Regions from separate parts of the Sus scrofa genome. Here region 2 is linked to region 1. The links are chromatin contacts, called in public Hi-C maps. All regions are on one chromosome and are shown on one strand. The core of a region is the stretch at or near the end of the contact, and the rest is flanking DNA. Distances in the headings are between cores, read along the strand shown. Region 1 holds the start of CREBBP (CREB-binding protein). Region 2 holds the start of CLUAP1 (clusterin associated protein 1).

What was found. Hi-C and Micro-C count contacts between places; a contact is called where the count stands out from the background.
Region 2: a contact with region 1 is called in a Hi-C map of fetal skeletal muscle, with 1.7 times the contacts expected there. The contact joins the promoter of CLUAP1 here to the promoter of CREBBP in region 1. A contact is called at or near these places in 1 of 5 promoter capture datasets (fetal skeletal muscle), 3 of 47 Hi-C or Micro-C datasets (embryonic fibroblasts, fetal skeletal muscle and heart right ventricle) and 1 of 2 datasets of contacts at active chromatin or transcription factors (alveolar macrophages).

What each region holds. Positions count from the first base shown.
Region 1 is chr3:38,386,114-38,393,324 of Sscrofa11.1, reverse strand. It overlaps CREBBP (CREB-binding protein), which reads right to left and starts at 4,959. Exons shown (of 31, transcript XM_005662184.3): 1 at 4,673-4,959. The coding sequence starts at 4,757.
Region 2 is chr3:38,750,620-38,758,019 of Sscrofa11.1, reverse strand. CLUAP1 (clusterin associated protein 1) reads left to right here and starts at 4,635. Exons shown (of 12, transcript NM_001245000.1): 1 at 4,635-4,724; 2 at 6,946-7,057. The coding sequence starts at 4,703. C3H16orf90 reads right to left here and starts at 4,565. Exons shown (of 4, transcript XM_021088380.1): 1 at 4,492-4,565; 2 at 4,089-4,243. The coding sequence starts at 4,565.

The DNA.
Region 1 (7,211 bases), core at 3,710-6,209:
GATGGAAGAAATGAAAATCATTAAAAAAAAAAAAAAAAAAACCCTACTTTTCTACCAAGTAAAAGCTAGGCAAAGTCATGAAAAACCCTAGCCGTAGATTTCTCCACAAAAACTCACATTTCCTATTTAGCCAGAACTCAGAGATGAAATGGACTGGCCCTCAATTACCCACTGCAATAAACATGAAGGTGAGACCAGTATCGGCCTCGGATAAGACCCTGCTGCACCAGAACCGCAGGAAAGGAGGGAGCCCCCGCCCCAGGCCCCTGATAGGAAGAACAGCCCCACAGCTGCTGGCCAACTTTGCCCACAAAGACTTAACTCACTCACTTGCTGGAGTTACGCTGTGAAAACCTGCTAAGCACTGCAGTCTCCTGGCCCCAGGATTCAAGTAAGTTTCATGTATATGGACATACATTCTTAAGATGAATATGCAAAACCACTTACTTGAATGATCTCGGTTTGGTTCTGGTTTTCACCCTTACGTTTCTCTGAGCAGACCACCTCTCTCAAGTCTGGTTCCTCACCTAGAAGTGGCAGGATTTCCCTTCCTACCTCTTAGGATGCTGTGAGGACCAAACTGAGGTGATGGGGAGAAATGCACTCTGATGTGTAAACCACTGCACGTACTTAAAAGGTCATCATTTTGCTATTAAAAAGTTGTCCTGTTGGCTGGTAACCATATATATATATATAGTCTTTTCTAGGGCCACACCCTCGGCATATGGAGGTTCCCAGGCTAGGGGTCCAATCAGAGCTATAGCCACTGGCCTACGCCAGAGCCACAGCAACACGGGATCCGAGCCGCGTCTGCAACCTACACCACAGCTCACGGCGAGGCCGGATCGTTAACCCACTGAGCGAGGCCAGGGATCGAACCCACAACCTCATGGTTCCTAGTCGGATTCGTTAACCACTGCGCCAAGACGGGAACTCCTGGTAACCATATTTATACTAAGTTTCTTTCTTTCTTTTTTGGCTGCCCCCACAGCATGAGGAAGTTCCCAGGCCAGGGATCAAACCTGTGCCACAGCGATGACCCAAGCCACAGCAGTGACAACACTGGACCCTTAACCCACTGTACCACCAGAGAACTCCCAAGTTTCTCTAAACACAGTTTTCTATTGCGTTTAAAGGGAATCACATTATAAGACGTAATCACAAATTCTTAGGGACATTTATACAGCAGAGGATGAAATATACCCATGTTCAATTTTTCAGAAGGCAGTCCTACAAAAAATTTTTTATAGTATATTTGTTGAATGTAAATTTGGCCCCAATAAAGCTGGCCAAAAAGTCTGCTGCTTGCCTAGATATGTATTTCTTTACCCTGTTAAATCATGACTCCCTGCTGCAAAAGGCACTAAAATGCTGTTTTAATCTGGACATATTAAATGAAGAAGTTCCCAAACACATAACCAACTATATCCTGGTTACACAAAGTCCTACTTCTTATAAAGGGCGCCGAGTAAAGGAAGATGACATTTGTGCGAAAGTGTTTACGCCTTCGATGTAAAGCAAGAAAACACTACTTCAACAACATCTGATACCATCAGGATCTGTGCCACTTCAGAAGAAAAGCTGGGGTTGGGTGAAACGCACCGTTTTCCCTTCTTCCTCTTGCTGCCTGCCTCCGGGGTGCATCCCTATTTCTGCATCACCTCTGCACGCTCTCCTCAGAAGGCTTCCCTGACCTCCCAGCCTGCAGGGACCTCTGGCATCTGCCATTGGTGTCAATGTCATGTATCAGACACGCCTTACTTCACTGGAGCAAACGCACATCCATGCTCCCGTTAGACCGCAAGCGCCCTGCAGCCAGCACCCTGTCTGGTAAGCTCCCCAGCATCAAGTGTAACTATTCCCTGGGCCCACGGCCTGCCCCCAGACCCCAAAGACATGCCCTGGACAGTGACAGTCCAAGTCACCCCAGCTTCTCAGGCCATCAGAGCCTCCTTCTACTCCTAACGCCTCAGCTCTTCCCAGCCACAGAGCTCTCCTCCCTCAAATTTCATCACATGAGCAACGAATAGGCATGGCTCTGCCCGGTCCAATTCTTTTTTTTTTTTTTTCTTTTTGCTATTTCTTTGGGCCACTTCTGCGGCATATGGAGGTTCCCAGGCTAGGGGTCTAATTGGAGCTGCAGCCGCCGGCCTACACCAGAGCCAGAGCAACTCGGGATCCGAGCCGCGTCTGCGACCTACACCACAGCTCACGGCAATGCCGGATCGTCAACCTACTGAGCAAGGGCAGGGACCGAATCCGCAACCTCATGGTTCCTAGTTGGATTCGTTAACCACTGCGCCACGACGGGAACTCCTGCCCGGTCCAATTCTATCCTAGAAGCCACAAACCCATATCTCCTCATTTAAATGAGGCTGAGTCTCTCGAGAATGTTATTCTCAGGTCTCTCCCCATGTTTCCATTTAACAAAATGCCTTCGATCCTTTGACTGCGTGTAATCTAATCCCTTTAGTCCTTGCTTTGCCTTGACAGACATCCTTAAGCCCTGCTTCAGACCAGCAGTTACGGGAGACAAGGCTGTACCTTGCTTCATGTGCTCAGTGAGGGCCCTTCCAAGGCCCTGACACTAAGAGACCCTCTCACAGGGACATGATGGTGCCGAACGCGCCACCAAGGACCCGACACACATATAAAGGTGAATTTATTCTTTGGATTATTTAAACAGAGCTGTTAAAACTGACTTTTTTGTTCCACATTTGGAAAAGCAAAAGAGCTCCAGTGCCTCAAAAGGATCAAAATTAGAAAGGGAAAAAAGTGGTCAAAATCCACCCTTTCTGATAAATTTTACTGTGATCAGCCACACATTAAGTAGATATCTGACCATCCAATAACAGAAGTGCCCCAAGAGCCAGTCCTTTGGGTGCCATCTTGAAAAGAGGTACAAGTTTACAGTGGGACAAGCCTTTCTGCTACGTCTCACGTAACTCCCTTGTCCCTCTGTATAAAAAGCAAAGTCTAAAATAACCTCAATCAACAACAGCAAAGCTGCAAAGCCATTCAAAAGTTACGTTTCAGAGGACAAGCTTCAAAGCAAACTTGTCCAGTATGATCTATATTTCATATGATTAAAGATTTTTCACTCAAACATGCCAAGATTAATGGAGCCAAGATGAGCTATTCTGCAGTAAAATCAGAGTTTTTTAAATGCAGTAAAATCAGAGCATTGAAATCATGGTTGTTCTCACATTTCTCATTTCAGATAAGCTGATTTTACAAAATTAACATCAAACACAACACTTCATCAGTTTTTTTTTTTTAAAGAAGAGTATTATTGGTGACTTTTATACACCATGAGACTTAACTGACTCTTCTCCAACTGTTTCAACAAATTTCATTTCAACTAGACAAGAATCTCATGATTTTTTTTTTACACTTTCTCTCAATTCTACATTAAAAAATAGTCTAGGAATTGTAGTAAAACTGCAGCCACAAAACTCAAGTTTTGTTCCAACAATAGCAATAGATTTTTAGACCACTAGCAGAAAAACGCTAGTGGTCAGTCACAGAAATGTTTGCACAAGCTGAACAGCTGTGTCTACTGCAAATCTGAAGGCACTGCTGCAGCAATATAATTCAATTCTGACCCATTCATTATAAACTGATTTACAGATGCTGCTACTGCAAGATCACAGTGGAGAAATGCAAGCTGCGCTGGGGATCAAATCGTTCACCGAAGCGCACAAGTTTTTAACGCAAAGGAGAGCTCTGAAAGAGGAAATACAACTAGTTCATAACGCTACCATGAACCAGCCCAGAAGAACCTAAAACTATAAATGAATAGAAAACTAAAACACTTCCCTTAGGTAATTGATGTGATCACCTAAGAAAGTTTCCAGGGAAGATGTTTAAAACAGTGAATTTATTCAGTATCCTACCGAAAAAACTAGGGAGGAAGACTGTAATTCCCCCATTCCTTAACATATTTTTTCTTCTTACATCTTCACTGTAAAAGCAACACAAGCTCACTTGCAGATTGCAGCCCGGATCAATCTGCTATTTAACTTTCTTCCGAAGTTACAGTCTTGAAATTAAACACCCCACTTAGGACGTCTTCCGAAGTTTGGGGCTGTGAAAAATGGGATAGCTCAGGAGACCAACAACAAGAGTTTTCAAAGTAACTACTAAGCATTTTTCCCAAGCAGCACATTCCAAAAAACTTCTAAGTCGTAACTCAAGAGGCTGGCTGCAGCTCTGCGTGTCTTCTGGTTGCCTTGTGAATGTGCTACCAATTCAGAAAACATTTCGGGTCCCCTTTGGGCTGCACGCTTTCCTTCCCTCACTGGCAAACGCACCCTCCGCTGTCATCCCTTCAAACAGCCACGCGTGTGTCGACCCACGGCGGCAGAGGGTGGCAAAGGGACTCACCACGCAGAACAAACACGCTCCGCTTTACTTTTCCCCCCTGGAAGTACCACTCGGGCTCCACGCGAGGAGGGCTCGCCAACTCCGGGCTATGCGAGCGCACCGGGCATGTGCCGCCCCACTCGGGCCCCAGGCAGTCTTCCGACAAACTTCCCCCTCCGCGGCCGGGGTCCCGGGGAAAGGGCCCCGCACGCCCGCCCTCGAGTTCGGGTCCCCCGGGGGCACTCACCTCCGGGCAGGGCTGTCAGCGACCCCCGGGGCCCCTGTTCCCGCCCGGCCCCCTACTCACCTGTGCTGTCATTCGCAGAGAAGCCGGGCGAGCTGAGTTTGGCTCGTTTGGGGTTGGGCGGTCCGTCCAGCAAGTTCTCGGCCATTTTCACCTGCTCGCGAAAACAGCCCCGAGCGCGGGCGGCGGGGCCGGCGAGGGCTCCGGGGCGGGGGTCGGCGCCGGCCCCGGCCGGCTGCGAGGGGAGAGCGAGCGCGAGCCGCGAGTCGCGAGCGAGCGCCGAGGGAGAGGGAGGGCGCAGGGCCGGGTGGGGGAGGCGGCGGCCAAATCTCAGCCACAGCAACAGCGCCCCGCAGCGCTCACCGCCCGCCCCCGGCCGCCGCCGCCGCCGCCGCCGCCGGCCGCGGCCCCCTCATCCCCTGCCCGCCTCCCGAGCGCGACACTCCGCGGCGGGGGCGCCCCGGCGGCCCGGCGGCCCCCCGGGCCCGGCTGGCAGCGACGGCGCCCGGCCGGGCGGCTCAGGCAGTCCCCGGGAACATGGTGCCGCCGCCGCGCCGCCGCCTCGCTCCCCCCCCGCGCCCCACTTAATTAATTCGCTCGCGGCCCGACGACCGGGGGGCTCCGGGCTCCGCTCCCTGCCCGCGGCCCGCCGCCGCCGCCGCCGCCGCGAGGAAAAACAATGAGCGAAGCGGGGCCGCCGCCGCCGCCGCCGCCGCGGCCCCCCCACCCCCCGTTCCGCCGCCGCCGCCGCCGCCGCTGCCGCCGCCGCCGCCGCCGCCGCCGCGGCTCCGGGAGGCCGAGCCGAGAGGCGAGCGGGGCCGCCGGAGCGGGCGCCGAGGGCCAGGCGGAGCGGGCCGGCCGGGCGGAGCGGGGTGCGCGGGCGGTTGTGGGGCCCGGGACCGGCGGGGCCGAGTAGATCGCGCTCGAAGCCCCGGTCGGGTCCGCGACAAGATGGCGGCTGTTGATTCCTCAATTAAAAAAAAAAGAAAGTTTTTTTTCTTCTCTTTCCAGAGCCTGAACGGGGAGGGGGAGGGGGCGGGGCACGCCGGTGCGTCACCCCCCCCCGCGGCGTCACCACGCACGGCCCCCGCCCCGCCCCCTCCACCTGCGCCGGCCGCAGCGGAAAGAGCCGAGCGCGTTCGGACGGAAAGGGCCGAAGGCGCGGCTGCCGTACGTCGTGCGGCCGAGTGGCGGGGCGGCTAGACTGCCCGGCGGGGGCCGGGCCTGCGGGGCGCCGGGCGCCGGGCACCGCCGCCACTTTTGTTCTGACGGCGACTGGGCGGCGAGGGGTCTGGCTGCGGCCTGGCAGCAAGCCGGGCCCCCAGGCGCGGAGTTGGCGCCGCCCGGGCCTGCCCGTCCCGCAGGCGACTCTGCCCAGTCCCGGCTCCCCGCGCCCCTGCTCCGCGACCCTTCTCGGTGACCAGGGCTGGCAGCTTCTCCCCGCCGGATGCCAGCGTTGTGTCGTGGCCTCTGCAGGTTACAGACTGCTCTTGGGTCCGCCCGTGAGCGAGTGCAGATGGGGAAACTGAGGCAGGAAGTGGCAGGGCCGAGATTCGAAGGCCTCCACGTGAAGTGAGGAGGACGCAGGACTCCTGAGCCCTTGTTCCCCAGCCTGATGCAATAGGGGCCCCAGGTCCGACACCCTCACCTGCACCGGGAAGTGGTGAGCGCTGCTTCCCAGCCAAGCACACTCAGTCTGCGCCGGGCCCAGAAGGCCCCATTACATCAGGGCTTAGGGCCCTCGTGCCCTACGCAACCATCTGGACCCCGCAGGTGCTGCAGTCAGGTGTGAGGTTCCCCCGGAGGCCCGCCCGCGTGCCCACTATCCGCAGGACAGTTACACACAAATCTAAGGTGTTCACACATCTCAGCTCATTATCTGCTTCTCACAATTTGCCTGGGCTTCATCCCACGTCTTTATCTGAAGGGTATCACCAACGACCTGTTTGTTTCCTAAGCCAGAATTCTGTGAGTCCTCCTCTCCCTCCACCCACCAAGCAACCTGCCTCCCCAGATCCTTTACCTGGACAAATGGCTCTTCCTCCTCGTTCCACTGCCCCAGAGTCTTTTTTTTTTTTTCTTTTTGCTATTTTTTTGGGGGGCATATGGAGGTTCCCAGGCTAGGGGTTGAATCGGAGCCGTAGCCACCAGCCTACGCCAGAGCCACAGCAACACGGGATCCGAGCCGCGTCTGCAATCTACACCACAGCTCACGGCAACGCCGGATCGTTAACCCACTGAGCAAGGGCAGGGACCGAACCCGCAACCTCATGGTTCTTAGTCGGATTCGTTAACCACTGCGCCACAATGGGAACTCCCCCCAGAGTCTTCTTGCTTCTCCAGGGTGGTGGCATCTTCCCACCTCAGTGTCCCTTACAATCTGCATTTCTCCCAATGCACCACCTGAGTTAACTTCTTGGAAAAAGAAAGAACTCTGCTTAAAACAAATAGCTCCTACATGTAGGGAAAAAAAAAAACACATTTATATAGTCTCGGGTGGAAAACAACATGTATAGTTTGTTTCGTGTATATCATAAAGTACTGTGTGTGTATATATATGATATATGCCAAAAAAACTGATTGTCTTCAAGTGTCAAGCCTG
Region 2 (7,400 bases), core at 3,386-5,885, 370 kb before region 1:
GAAAGGCACTGTCAAGAAGTGAAAAGATGGGAGTTCCTGTTGTGGCTTAGAAGTAACAAACCCAACTAGTATTCATGGGGATGTGGGTTCGATCCCTGGCATCCCTCAGTGGGTAAGATCTGGCATTGCTGTGAGCTGTGGTATAGGTCACAGACTCAGATACTGTGTTTCTGTAGCTGTGGTGTAGGCCGGCAGCTGCAGCTCTGATTCGACCCCTAGCCTGGGAACTTACATATGCCACATGTGTGGCCCTAAAAATTAAAAAAAAAAAAAGTGAAAATATAGCCTACAGAATAAGGGAAAATATTTGAAAATCATATATTTGATTAGAGTGTAGTATCTAGAACACATAAATAACTCTTACAAAAAGAAAAATAATCCAGGAGTTCCCCTCGTGGCTCAGCGGTTAGCAAATCTGATTAGCATCCATGAGGATGTGGGTTTGATTCCTGGCCTTGCTCAGTGGGTTAAGAATGTGGCGTTGCTGTGAGCTGTGGTGTAGGTCAAAGACGTGGCTCGGATCTGATGTTGCTATGGCTCTGGTGTAGGCCCCAGCTGTAGCTCCTATTGGACACCCTAGCAGGCAGTATGACCTTCACTCTAACACAGGAATCTGAGTCTCCAAGAGGTTAACTTCCCAAGGTCACAGAGCCTGTTCCATAGGCTTTGCTTTGGGGACAGCACTGGTGCCTGTGCATGCCAGTTGGTTTTAATGTAGAGCAGATCTGGTGGACTTCCAGTGGCCGGAACTGGCATCACAGCCAGCATGGAGCAGGATGGGAGTGCAGGGGACGTGACCTTTTCTCAAACACCTTCACTTCCCTCGAGGGAGGCAGTGTATTCTCACTCACTCATTCATGCCTTCGGGTATTAAACATGTATGTTCTGAGGGCATCCATAGCGCCAGGACTATTGCAGATCTGGGGAGAGGGTCAAGTAGGACCGAGAAGGGGTCTCCTTCCCATGGAGCTTATGTGTCCAGATCAGAGACACAGAAGAGAAGCAAGGGAGATGTTTCCTGATCTTACTATGTAGAAAATCAAACAAGGTGATGGGACGGGAGGGTCTGCTTTGGTGTCGATGGTCCGAGAGGCATCTTTCCAAAGAGCTGAAGAAGTTGGGTGGGACACTCCATGCAGAGGAAACTCCTTGGGCAAAAACCGGGAGAAGATGGGCGTGTTCTCCAGGAGGCAGGGGAGGGAGGGGGCGGGAAGGGGGGCGGGAAGGGGGGCGGGAAGGGAGCCGGGGGACCAGGGAGCTCAGAGGGCTGTTCGATCAGCAGTGAGAGTCCATTGCAGAGATTTGTCCTTTTTTCTGTTTTCTTTTTTTGTCTTTTTGCCTTTTCTTGAGCCGCTCCCACAGCATATGGAGGTTCCCAGGCTAGGGGTCTAATCGGAGCCGTAGCCACCAGTCTACGCCAGAGCCACAGCAACGCGGGATCCGAGCCACGTCTGCGACCCACACCACAGCTCACAGCAACGCCGGATCCTTAACCCACTCAGCAAGGACAGGGATCGAACCTGCAACCTCGTGGTTCTTAGTCGGATTCGTTAACGACTACTACACGACGGGAACTCCGGGAGGTTTGTTCTTTTAAAGCTGTTTTAAGTCATGCGTACTGAGACAATTTTAGATGTGGTAAAATTCGCCCTTTTTAAGGAGTTCTATGAGTTTTGACAAAGACCTCTCATGTTATTCTGCCACCATCAAGATACAGAACTGTTCCCCCCCGACCCCAGTGGTTTGTGCTCAGCTCCTCGGGGCAACCACCGATGTGTTTTCTTTCTTTTTTTTAAGAACGGAAGTTGAGGAGTTCCTCTCTTGGCTCAGTGGTAACGAACCCGACTAGGATCCATGAGGACATGGGTTCCATCCCTGGCCTCGCTCAGTGGCTTAAGGATTCGGTGTTGCCATGAGCAGTGGTGTAGGTCGCAGATACAGCGTGGATCCCGTGTTGCTGGGGCTGTGGTGTAGGCTGGCAGCTATAGCTCTGATTCGACTCCTAGCCTGGGAACCTCCATATGCTGCAGGTAGGGCCCTAAAAAGCCAAAAAAACAAAAAACAAAAAACAAAAAAAACCAAAACCTAGTTTATCAGCATGTGCATCTCATGTAAATCTTGGAGATGCCCAGGGAAGTAACTCCCCGAGGTGGCCGCCTAAGACACTCGTGTTTCGTTGTTGTTGTTCATTTTGTTTTTCTCTTTTTGGCCAAGCCCACAGCATGCGGAAGTTCCTGGGCCAGAGATGGAACCCATGCCACAGCAGCAGCCCAAGCCACAGCAGTGACAACTCCATTTTCTTTACCTGCTGCACCACCAGGAAACCACAATTTGTTTTCTATTTTCCTTTTATTCAGATTGTCATATAGATGGAATCTACAGTATGAAAGCTTTTGAGTCTGACTTCCTGGACTTAGTATATATAAGGCATTGGAAATCCATTACTGTCCTTATGTGTTACGGCAGTTTGCTTCGTTTATTAAATTGCCGAGTGGTCCTCCATTGCGTGGGTGTACCACAGGGGTTTATCCATTCATAAACTGAGGGACACTTGAGTGGCTTCTGGTTTGGGGCGATTATAAATAAAGCTGCTCTCAATATTTGTGTACAGATTTTTTGTGTGAACATAAATTCTCATTTCTCTTGGGCAAATACCTGAGAGTGGTATTGCGGAGCTGTATGTTACATGTATATTTAACTTTATTAAGAAACAACCTGTCGGGGGCGACATGGGGGCTCATTGTTACAATGGCTCTTTCTGCTGACCCACGAAACGGACCGCCTTGCTCAAGCGACATCCTGTTTTCACCACTGGTGCCGACTTTCCCCAGATGACGAGACCCCCCTACCGTGGGACACCACACACCTCCAGCTTTCTCAGGATTACAAGACCCCCCCCTACGGTGAGACACCACCAACTTTGTCACGACTATGTGACCATAGAGTCCAGCTGCAGGCAAAAGATAAACTAACCTCCCTTCGCCTCAGGGAATCCAGTTTCCCATCCAAGGGGCATAAGAAGGCCCCAAAAGAAGGGCAGGGGGCTGGCTCTTCTCAAGGGTCCGTCACCCTCTCCCTTTCCCCTCTAATAAATTTTCTTCTCTTTGTCTGAACACCCGGCTTGTTCTCTTTCTCCGCACTCGCCTTACACTACCAACTGTTTTCCAAAGTGGATGTACAGTTTCACGTTCCCACCAACACTGTAGGAAGGGCCAAGTCCCTCCACATCCTTTCAGACCCTTAACTGTCAGGGCTTTCGTTGTACTTGGTTGTTATTTTAGCTGTTCTCAAACTACCCAGTGATATCTTGTGGTTTAATATACATTTCTCTAACGACTAATAATCTTGAGTATCTTTTCCTTTGCTTATTATTTGTAATGAAATGAAATTCATATTTTTTTTTCTTTTTAGAGCTGCGCCCATGGCATATGGAAGTTCCCAGACTAGGGGTCGAATTGGAGCTGCAGTTGTCAGCCTACACACCACAGCCACATTAACGTGGGATACCAAGGGCGTCTGCCACCTGCACCGCAGCTCATGGAAACATCAGATCTTTAACCCACTGAGCAAGGCCAGGGATCGAACCCGCATCCTTGTGGATAGTAGTCAGATTCGTTTCTGCTGCACCATAATGGGAACTCCCTGGATAAGGTTTATTTATTTATTTATTTAAGGATGATGTTTTTGTTTAACCCAGTCACGAACCTTTCACCTCTAAGTTTTCTTCTAGAAAAGCTATAGTTCTTGGTTTTACTCTTAAATAAGGATGGATGCTCATTTATTTGCATTCCGAATTGTTCCCAAACCATTTGTTGAAAGCTCTTTCTTTCTATCCCCTCTGAAGGTCTTCGTCACAATGACCACGCATGTATGGATCTATTTCGGAACTCCGTGCATTTATGTGTGCAACTTCACCAAAACCGATTGTGGGTTTGGCAGTCATTCCTCAGCGTCCACCCTTCTGGGATCAGCTGATTTCACCTTCCCCAGCCCTTCCTGTCACCTGTTTCCAACCGTGGCAGCCCAGCTTAGGGCAGTCCCAAGCGAGCCCGCAGCTAACCCGGCCAAGGGTCGGCGGTGCTCCTCACCCGGAGCCGCCCCCTCAAACTGGCGCACCAATAGGCTCCAGCCCGCTGAGCACACGGTTGCCAGGACAACCGCCAGCGCGCGAAGAGCCGGGCCGGCTTCCGGCCTGTCGTAAAGCTCGATCCCGCTGCGCGTGCGCAGGTAGCAGCCCGGCCCACTGTCGCCGCCCAGCGGTCAGTCCCTTCACTCAGGAGGTGCTTCATTTTACCCTCGCTAGTGAGATGCATGCTGGGTACAGGACGCAGGCGGGAGACCTGCCTCCTAACACTATCCTACATTCTGTCTAGAGCAGTTGAGGAGGAAACGAGTAGTATGTAGAGTGCCTCTCAAAGTGTCAGGCGCTTGGATGGTGCTCAGAACGTGTCAAGTCAAGGGGCCCAGACGCCATCCGGGCCAAGATCCCACGCCGGCTCCCTCAGCGTCCGGAGACGCCCCCTGCCGGCCGCCCTGTGTCCGGCGAGTGTGGAGCATGCGCACATGGCCCGACCAGGTCGCCTCCCGTCTGGATTGGCCCCGGCTACTCGCCGTCCACGCTCCCTCCGTGCGTTACTATAGAGACCCGTGAGCGCTGAGGGGCGAGCGGCGGAGACTCCGGGCTTCTCGGGACCAAAGAGACATGTCTTTCCGCGACCTCCGCAGTAAGGCAGCCTTGCCCCCGTGACCTGCGGTCCTCCTGATGCTCGGGCTCCCTCCCGCCGGGTCCCCCGTCCGAGCCCCCCCGAGGCTCGAGCGCCGGAGCTCCTCCTGGGCTTCCGCGGCTTGGGACGCCCCTGGCCCGCCTCCCGCAACCCCGGCCTGGGCGCCCCAGCCCAGTCTCACGGCCCTTTCCCAATGAGGGCAGGTTGTGTATCTGCCGCTGGCCACGTGTGGTTTGTGTGGCTGAGGAATCCAAACTTTAATTTGGTTTACTTAAAAAATGTTTTTTTTAAATTCTAAACGATTTTTTCCCCATTGTAGCTGGTTTGCAATGTTCTGTCAGTTTCCTACTATACAGCAAGGTGACCCAGTCACACACACACATATACATTCTTGGTTTACTTTAAACTGATTTATACAGCCAGGTGGTATAAACGTTCGCTGACGAATTGGAAAACGCTAAACCGTTTTAGAGTTGGGTTAGCATAGATCTCCGAGAAACGAACAACGAAGCCCAGGAGGGGCTGGTGACTACTAATTGCGGCTCAGATCTGCTCCTGTGGGGGGGGGGGGGTCCCTTGTTACACACCAGGTATTGTACATTCAGTGTCTTATTTTAGTCCTCATTTTAACAGTGCGGCGGGTCCTGTAGTTCCTGGATGAAATACTTTGAGGCAGAGCTGTAAAGTCGCTTGTTTTAGGCCACACAGCTACAACTCTGAAAGTAATGGGTCCAGATGTAGGATTGTGCGACTCACAGTTTCTTGGCTTTTATGCGCTGTCATTGTCTCACCCTGAAGCAGTTCAGTCAAATGGCTCCACGTGCATGGCTCTAGCAGGTGACTGCCAATTTGGTGTGATCTGAGGGGCTTAAGGCCAATTTTGTAACCAAATTGCTGGTGCCTGAAATGTTCCCATTAAAGATGAGTCCTTTCAGTTGTGAATTGTTCTTTTTCTGTAACGTAAATATACAGAAAGAGACAGGAGATTTTATTGATGCCTCCTGCTAGCTCTACTGTTTGAATCTATGCCCTCAGGGATGGGGAGGTTCTTGGTGACGCTCTATGGTAGACCATTGTAGAGACGGTTCTCTTCCCTCATAGTTGAGGGTGGCCAGTATTCTGCTAGGGGACCCTGAACAGAGCTGTATTTGGAAAAGTGTACGAGAAGGAGATTTCTGAACATTCTGACCTTAAACAGTGTACAATTAAGCAGTTCATGTTAAGAATCTTACTCAAATTGTCTCCATTTTGACAAAAGTACTGCAGAATTAACAGAACTTGACTCCTACCTGGCAGGAAGAAGGCAATGCCTGACTGTGATAAGAAGGCTGCCGCTTTATTCTCCATCACTTTTTCAACTTTTCCCCAAACAGTGGCAGAGGCCCTCTGCTGCTCTTTGCTCTGCTGGTGTCTTCTCTTCTGTTGTCTGCTGAAATCCACCCTAACCTCCAGTGCCCAGGTAGTTTGTGAATGTCATTGGGACATTTTGAATATCCCCTTCAAGAAGAGTGAAGACGGGCATTACTTAGTGAGAAGCACACTGAATGCAGATCTTGGCACAACATAAGAACTAAAAAAATGTTTTATTTTTATTTCCAAGCCTTGCTTAAAGCTTAGTGACCGCAATCTCTGGTATCAATAAGTATTAGTATTGTTTCTTAGTCTGTTGGATAGTACATCTAAATACTGCTATGTAATTCAATCATTGTCTTTAAGATTTCTGTGGATATAATGTAACTAATGTTTAGATTTTTGAGTTATTAAGGTCCTGTATGTTCACTAAAAAAGACAACTCAGAAATAACAGACATGAATTTCACCCTACCACCATTACCTCCCTCCAGAAAACCATAGTTAACATTTAAAATTAATTTTTTTGTTACATTTTATAAGGCCAGGTGTTTCTCATTTTGAGTGATAAAGAGAAAGCTATCCAAGATATAAGTGAGGTATCCAAGAGAGAAGTTAAAGTCATAGCCAATCCCTAACCTTACTTTACGGTTTCCACTTCTCCCATTGAACGTAAATATTTTTCAGGAAGCAGATTAGGTCAGTGTTAACTCTTATTCTCCTTTTTTCTTTCCCTTTTAGAGAGTTGATAAATAGTCCATAAAAGCGGCAGTAGGTTGGGAATAACAAGAGAAGGCAAAGAAGGTGTCTTAAGTTAATAAGTAGTTGCCGTTTGACAGGAAACTGACTGAATTGTATTTTACCTTGGACAGATTTTACAGAGATGATGAGAGCCTTGGGATACCCTCGACATATTTCTATGGAAAATTTCCGCACACCAAATTTTGACCTTGTATCTGAAGTGCTTCTCTGGCTTGTGAAAAGGTTAGAATTGCATTTTATTGAGCTTGAAAAATAAATACTATGAAATAGGTGATTAAGGAGAACCTACTGTATAGCACAGGAAAATCTACTCAGTAGTTTATAACCTACATGGCAAAAAAGAATGAATATATTTATATGTATAACTGATTCATTTTACTGTAGATATGAAGCTAATACAACATTGTAGGTCAACTCTACTCCAATGGAATTAAATTAAGGAGGAAAAAAAAAAAAGAGGGGTTCCCATCATGGCTCAGCAGAAACGAATCTGACTAGCATTCATGATGACGCAGGTTCGATCCCTGGCCTTGCTCAGTGAGTTAAGGATCCAGCGTTGCCAAGA